2 separate regions of the Mus musculus genome follow, and region 2 is linked to region 1. Evidence: chromatin contacts called from public Micro-C data. All regions are on one chromosome and are shown on one strand. Each heading gives the region's core, a stretch centred on a gene start, on an enhancer-like site or on the middle of the called end of the contact. The rest is flanking DNA. Distances are from core to core; before and after follow the strand shown.

The links. Hi-C and Micro-C count contacts between places; a contact is called where the count stands out from the background.
Region 2: a contact with region 1 is called in a Micro-C map of the AtT-20 cell line, with 3 times the contacts expected there. The contact joins two enhancer-like sites. A contact is called at or near these places in 1 of 15 datasets of contacts at CTCF or cohesin (large pre-B cells), 17 of 484 Hi-C or Micro-C datasets (the AtT-20 cell line, CD4 T cells, CD8 T cells and 12 more), 3 of 115 datasets of contacts at active chromatin or transcription factors (bone marrow-derived macrophages, embryonic stem cells and hepatocytes) and 4 of 9 other capture datasets (adipose tissue, liver, macrophages and 1 more).

Annotation. Positions count from the first base shown.
Region 1 is chr1:37,270,956-37,274,723 of GRCm38.p6, forward strand. No RefSeq gene overlaps it. Among named protein-coding and RNA genes, the nearest start is that of Inpp4a, 27 kb to the right of the region's middle. Within about 2 kb of position 2,481, at least 6 of the 459 cell types and tissues checked have an H3K27ac peak or open chromatin away from gene starts, as enhancers often do. A contact at or near this core is called in the AtT-20 cell line and pancreatic islet, where this site is marked.
Region 2 is chr1:37,349,617-37,353,493 of GRCm38.p6, forward strand. The region is part of intron 1 of Inpp4a (inositol polyphosphate-4-phosphatase, type I); the gene reads left to right. Among named protein-coding and RNA genes, the nearest start is that of 4930439A04Rik, 17 kb to the left of the region's middle. Within about 2 kb of position 1,590, at least 55 of the 459 cell types and tissues checked have an H3K27ac peak or open chromatin away from gene starts, as enhancers often do. A contact at or near this core is called in the AtT-20 cell line and pancreatic islet, where this site is marked.

The DNA of each region.
Region 1 (3,768 bases), core at 1,231-3,730:
TAATTCTACACTTGTGATGGTTTATCTTGTCAGCTTTATGGGATCTGGGATCAACAAAGAGGAGACACACCTCAGGGAAGGTCTGCCTTTTCCAGGAAGAGTTAACTGAGAAGACTCTTCCCTAGGGAGGACAGTGCTTTCTAAGGGGTGGCCCATCTATAGAAAGTCAGGAGTGGGGTCTAGTTTGCCTGACTGCCTTCCATTCTAGCTGGTATGTGCATCTATCCTGTTGACTGTGCTGCCTCTGCTGCCACCACCATCCTCTGAGCATCAGACTCCAGCTTCTACCTTTCCAATATGGACTGAGTACCAGCAGCTCTCCAGGGAGCTTCCAGGACTTTAGTCCCAGATTAGGAGAACTCTGAGAGGCTCTTGGCCTCTGTGGCATGCAACCACTGTTAGACTAGCCAGCCTGTGCGTGTGTATTAGTATATTATATATTCTATTAGTTCAGTTGCAGCACGCAGATAGCCACGGTTAGACTAGCCAGTGTGTGTGTGTGTGTGTGTGTTATATTCTATCAGTTCAGTTACTCTAGACAATCTTGCCTAAAACACTTTTCCTTCACAGAGGTTGCTAAAGTCTCTGTCCTTGGCATCACTAGCTGGCTGCCAGCAGACAGACTGCATTAGTGAAGAGTAAATTACATCTATGCAGAAGGTGCTGGCTGCTGGGATAAATGGATCCCAACACTGGGTGGCAGATGCAGTAGGTTTCTTACTCTGCCTCCCCGCAGGGAGGATGCTCCTGGTTGGCACAGACCTGGTGCAGTATGACCTGCACTACTATTTTTTTTTGTCCTCTTTTACTTTTATTTTTAAAATTATTTATTTACATTCCCGTCATCACCCCCTCCCAATCCCTCCTCCCTCCTCCCATAGTTCCTCGTGCCATTCCTCCTCCCCTTTGCCTCCAAGAGGGTGCTCCCCACTACCAAACCTCACCCTTCCCTGAGGCCTCAAGAAGACTAAGCCCATCTTCTCCCACTGAGGCCAGACCAGGCAGACCTCTGCTATTTAAGTGCCAGGGGCCTCGGACCAGCCTGTGTATGCTTCTGATTGGTGGCTTGGTCTCTGGGAGCTATCTGGGGTCAGGGTTAGTTGAGAGTGTTGGTTTTCCTTTTTGTCTTCTTCTTGATGTCTGAGCTCTGCAGCTGCCAAAAGAGCCCAAGGGCTGGGGAGGTACTGCTGCTTCGTCATATCGGCTAAGAGATGTCCATCTTCCTGCTAGTGAACATCTAGTTTCAGGATGGAGGCACGGGGGTTGGATGGGAAGAGGAAAATGGAAACTGTAGCCTTCAACTGAGCAGTGGCTTCCCGTGACAAGTACACTCAGAATCGTCATCCATGAGGAGTAAAATCAAGCATACGATCCCTCGGGACGAATCTTCAGCACACTATTGTGATGTTTGTGACTCTGCTTTATACAATGAAGTCAGTCCTGTTAACCATACCAAGGACTCATCCCCTACAGAAGTGCTCCATCTAAGGGGAACAGTAGATGCATCAAGCTTACCCAGGAGATCTTCTGATTGGTCACTGCGTATAGTCCAGGATGTCATTAGGAGCAGCATAGACAGAGTCCCCACCAGTGGTGCAGACTGTTCAGTCTTTAGCTCAGAGCCACAGGAAAAGTTAGCCTTTCTTTGCAGACCGTGTTGGTTCAGAGTGAAAGGATTGTTCCGTTGCCTTGATTATGCCAACCTACCAGCAGATGGCAGTAGAGGATCTCGCGCTACAAAGTGATTCTAAGTTACAAATGCTCTTAACTTCTGAGCCACCTCTCTCTCCCCAAGACAGGGGTGGGAGGTGGGAGGTTGTGGGGGTTCGGTTCTGAATTAGATGCCACGGCTCAGCTCCCCCATACTGCTGCAGCAATGCCTCAAAATGATATACTCCATTTCTGAGCTCTTGTTCCAGTTGCTACTGAATAACTTTAATGTCTCAACGAGTGTAAAATTCCTTAAGATTTTCAATGTTGCAAACAAACAAATAAACAAGCAAAATGAGCTATCATGTCCATAGACAAAGGAATGGCAAGACACACGTGCCTGAAAACCGTCAGAGGAACTGGAGTCAATTCCTAGCACCCACTTGGTGGTTCCCAGTGATCTGTAACTCCAGTTGCAGGGGATCTAGCGCCCTGGTCTGGTCTCTATGGGTATCAGACACACACGTTCGCGCAGGCAAAACAGCAATATACATAACATAAAAATAGATTAATATTTTGAAGAAGAACCCCTGACTGTATTGCTGTGGGGAAGGGGCTAATACACAACCACTCTGTCCAGGTAAGACTCTCAGCTCCTGGTGAAAATTGTCAAATCGCTTAGAATCACTTATTAGAACGAGATCTTCTCCTGCCATCTGCTGGGAGATTAGCGTAATCAAAACAGAACAATCCTTTCACGGGTGTGCTTTGGTGGAGGTGCCAAACTAGAGCAACCATGCGTGATATCCCTGAACAAATATGGTCACTAAAGAGGCTAACTTTTCCTCCGGCTCCGAGCCAGAGACTGAGCAGTCAGCGCTACTGGAGGGAACGCTGTCTATGCTGTTCTCGATGACATCCTGGATGATATGCAGTGGCCAACCAGAACAAGTCCTGGGTAAGCTTGATGGCTTTCATCTGTGTTTTCAAGAGTATGACATCAATTTCAGCAACATAGTGAGTTCGAGGCCAAATAGCAGGAGATTGTCTCTGTGCAGTTCAGTTCACCAGCCCCCAGGGAGTTCTGGAGCTGCATGGGGAAGTAGGCTCAGTTGTCAAGGTGACTACAGGTACTAACTAATGGGCTTTGTGCTTGTTTTAAGTGTCTGGGAGGGGCTCCCAGGTGCTCAGTGTCCTCAGTGTGATGTTCTGACTACATGACAATCTCAAAGGTGCTGGCAGTGAACACCTAGCAACAGCCACTTCAGGTCCTGTTTCCTCCTGATCATGTTTTCAATATTGGGGAACACTGGGTCAGGGCAACCTTAGTCATAGGCCCATTGGCTACCAGAGTCAATGACCTGGAGCTTGGACTTCTCAGTCCCAAGAACTGTAAGACATAATATCTGTACAGGCCAGGCTGACCTCCAACCTCCTGCCTCAGCCTCCTGAATGCTAAATACAGGTGTGATCTACCATGGGCACCCCTCCCCCCTTCTAACCACCTCTCTTTTCTACTGGTAGGATCCCAGGCAGCCAGCACAACTACAGGAGCCTTGGGAACTGGCTGACCTGAGATCCCTTGGCCTGTACCAGGGACAAACAGTTGCAATGGCCCTGAGGTCAGCTGTTGGCTGCAACACCACTAACCCACAACAGCTCCAGAGCCTGAGTCCAGGATGCTTTGCTGAATGGAACTACAGGAAACAACATCTTTGCTTGTCCCTCCTACAGATCCAACTAAGTGTGAATAGACAGTATTTTCTCCTTGTATTGTCCTATCTAAGGTTGGCCAGATCCATTGAAGAGGAGCCCAGGAGTAAAGAGCCTCCTGTCCTCTGGACAGCACTGAGTGTCCATCCACTCTTCTGCAGCCAAAGAGAACATTCCATCAGCTCACCATGTTGATAGCCTGCCCCAGGCAGCTGGGCAAGTATCACCTTTTTAGTGTTGTCTTGCTAGGGTTTTACTGCTGTGAACAGACACCACGGCCAAGGCAAGACTTATAAAGGACAATTAATTGAGGCTGGCTTACAGGTTTAGAGGTTCAGGCCATTATCATGAAGGTGGGGAGCATGGCAGTGCCTAGGTAGGCAAGGTGCAGGAGGAGTTGAGAGT
Region 2 (3,877 bases), core at 340-2,839, 78 kb after region 1:
CTACCATTTGTTCCCAGCCCCCCCCTAGCCAGGCTCCCTCTGAGGCTGGGGAATTTCCCATCCCCTAAGAGAGCTGGGAGAATCCATACAGCCAGCATCTGGGGGATGGGTAGCACTGGAGAGCTAAAGGTTGGGGATTGCCATGTGTACTGTCATGTGGGTAGCTCATCTGCAGAGGGAGCTGAGAAAGTCATCTGTACTGCTGGCATTAGCGCACACATGCTCCTGCTCCAGTGTTCTGTCAGCCTACTAGCTATGACAGATGTGCCCTCTGCTGAAGTTCGTCCATGTTGGGCCTCCTTCCTGCAGTGCGGCGTTCTGGCTTTAGCTAGTAGTTTTCTCTTATCATTAGGAATACAGTCTTACTATGGACAGTCCTCATGGAAACTTCAAACCATGGGAAGTACCAAACCTTAGATATCTTGGTTTCTCCTAGACACATATATTCATGATAAAATTTGACTTTCATAATTCAGGCAAAGAAAGAAACAATAACCAATAACAAGACATAATTGCAGCTTGTAATAGACAATGACTATTACGTAGGATAAGATTTACATGACCACAAATGCTGTGGTACCATGCAGTGGGTCTCACCATTGACATGGCTACTGAGTGCTGACCGGAAGGTAACATAGATATTGGGGTGGCAGAGAGATGAGACAAGGACATGAACTGTCAGGGCAAGGCAAGGGGCATTGTTGGCTCGGGGTGTGCTAATGCCCTTAGGGGGTGCCCCCTCTTGTACTGCTGCTCTAGGAGGCAGCTGTGGATTTGCCGCACCCTAGGGGAAGGAGACGAGAAGCAGAGCTTGGGATAGAGGATACCCTGGTGTCTAGAGGTCCAGCTCTAGACAGGTAGAGGTAGAATCTGTTACCAAGACAGGCTCCTTGCTTTGAGTTTTGTTGAAAGAAAAAGGAAGGGAGCATCCTACCTAGCCACAGAGGGATCAGGCTAGCTTCATGCTCTAAAGTCTTCTAGCTGTGTCTCCTGGAACCCGAGTGAGAAAATGCTACCTTTCTCATTGGCTGGTTGGCCCCTCACTCAGATGTCCTGAGTCACAGAGAAGCCACTGTCCTCTTCTCTTTGCCTCTTAGCTATCTGGAAGCTGCATGTCTCAACTGGTGTGTGAGAGTTCATAAAGATTAATATTGGCTGGTTCCCATTTTTGTATGCATAGCTGGAAAATTGTGTGGCATTAAAGTTTTACCAGCTAAAGTACCAGGAAGCTTTCAGTTAATGTGTGAGTGTCAAGTGGCTGAGCTAACAAGAGTGAGAGAATGAGACTCTTCAGTCATTGGCATTAGGATCGAGAACAGCACTCACAATGGTGGACATTGTCATGGCACATTAGGTTCTACACAGTGTGTCCATTATCTTCCCAGTGCTCGGAAAGACATGTGGTGATAACTGACAACTGGAGCTGAGTGGGTGGGAATGAATGTGTGAGAACTGTGCTGATTGGCTCCAGGAAGCAGCCTCCACAGTCCTTGTGCTGGCACCCAGAGAATGGGCTGCTCTGTCTGGAAAGGAGCAGACTAGCCCTCAGACAGGGAAGGGGTTTAGATGTTTGCCCAACACCAGCCTGGCTGTGAGCTTGTTTGTTTTGTGTTTTTATCTGGTGTGACATAGCTTCCCGTGAAGCCTCTCTGTTAACCTGTGTGCTCCCAGGGCATGTTCATAAGGGACCCTCGCCTTCTCAGTGCAGCGACTGCTAGTTTGTGGAAAAGAAATAGCATGAGGCACAGAAGCAAGAAAGGGTAGGTGTTTGAAAAAGTGGGCGAGTGTGAAGTTTAAGGACTTTCCACTGCCCCACAGTTGGCCCTGGCATTCCTCCAGCATTACAGTGTCTGTCAACATTAGCACACCTCCCAGGCACCCAGACTAGGTGTCTGGCCCTGTGCTGCTCAGCATGTGCTGGTGGTATTCTATTCAGTGGCGTAGCTCAGAGCCTTCACATGCTAGCAAGTGCTTAACCTCAAGTGATATCCTTAGCCCTTTGTTTTTCTTTTGAAACAGGGTCTTGCTAAGTTGTCTAAACTGGCCACAAACTCACTCTCTAGACCCAGCTGGACCCAAACTCTCCATCCCCCTGCTTCAGGCTGAACAGTAGCTGGGATTTCAGGCTACTCTGAAATCATGCCACCGTGTTAGCTCAGCATAAATGACTTAAAGCACTTTCCCCAGGGCATCTTATTTTCAAGCTGCTTCCTATGGAAAGTCTCCTGCGGGGTCACGGTTTACCTGGGAAGTGTTCTTGACTGAGCTGTTCCTGAAGGCCTTCCTATGGAGGCCTGCTGTCATCCCAAGAGTTGTAGCCATAGAGAGGGCTGTGCTGGGTAAATGGCTTGTAAAGGAGGTTATGGGGTGGGGGTAGGGGTGGGGTACCTGGCATTCACTGTTGACAGACAGTGCAGTGAGAACTCCAAGTCCTGGGGCGTGAGCAGCTGAGCAGGATGAGGCTGTGATGGACTGGATGAGCATGTGAGAGGAGGAAGCTAACAGGTTTCTTGGATGCCCAGAGGGAGAAGAGGGAGAGGTGCCATTGACTGAGGTGGGAAAGAGGGAGGGCTGGAGTGCAGAGAGCTGAAGCAGCCAAGACCATCCTACGCTGTGAGATAGCATTTCAAGTACCTTCTCAAGTACCCAAGACTAGGCAATTCATAAATATCATTTCTTATGTTCTGAATTCTACAATTGGAGTGACAGCACTTGGTATCTGGTGAGGGCCTTCTTATGCCCTCACACTGTGGAATACAGAAGTGTGAAAGGTTAGGTACATTTAGCCCACCTGTAGGGCACCAGTCCTATCTGTGAGGACGGAGCCTGTCTTCTAAGGGTCCATCTGGTAATACCATCCATTGACCACTGAGTTTCACTGCAGTCCATAAAGCAACTGGTCTCATATGCATCTGGGTTCAGGCACCATCTTATCTCAGTTACCATAGTCATTACATTTGCAAGTCATGCTACTTAAATTATATATTTATAGTTATTAGCAGAAAACAGGAAATGGGAAGCAGGAGGTAAATAATTGAATGACTCCATGAGAATGTGTGTGTATGTGTGTGTGTGTGTGTGTGTGCGCGCACGCGCGCATACACGCGCATGTGCGCATACACGCGCATGTGTGTGCATTGGTGTGTATATGTGTGTGTATGCGTGTGCATGTGTGTGAGTTTGGGTGAAGTTGTTTGTGCCATGGGTGACAAGGGATGTACATTGATTGTCAGCATTTTGTTCTACTTATGCTTGATTTCTAAAGCGATTTCCCCCTCACCCCCACCCTCACCCCCACACCCCCGACCCCTGTTTTCCACACACTAACCATGCTGAACTGCTTTGTAGCATGGCTACACTGAGTTAGAGCTTTATACTTTGTTCCATAGAAATCAGTTCTCTGAGCAAAACGGTGCTGATTGCATGAGAGCCGTGATTCCTACTGAGTGTCCGTCATCACAGTACAGTTGTTGGCTGTGGTCATCACCTCGTAGAAGGTGAGGGTCGGGACCCACCTGAGATTCCAGCCGCTCCTCCTAGACATCTGGATGCAGTTCTGCTTTAATTCCATAGAGCGGGGGGGGGGGGGGGGAGGGGGAGGTAGAGGCTCCTGGAGGTTGAGAGTGGCTCCCTCCATTTGTTGGCTACAAGACAGCCATCATCCAAGCTGGGTTAGGGCTTTCTAGTGGAGCAGTTTCAGGGTCACCTATGCTCCTTCCAGCAGCCTCCCTCCAGGCTCTGTAAGCCTGGTGAGCTCATTGGCCCACAGGGTGAGCTTTGACTGGGGCCTCATAAGAAAGCAGGCAGATGTTCTTTACAACTCTCCCAAGGGAAGGACTTTCCCAGCACCCTGCTACTACCTTTCTGATGCTGGACT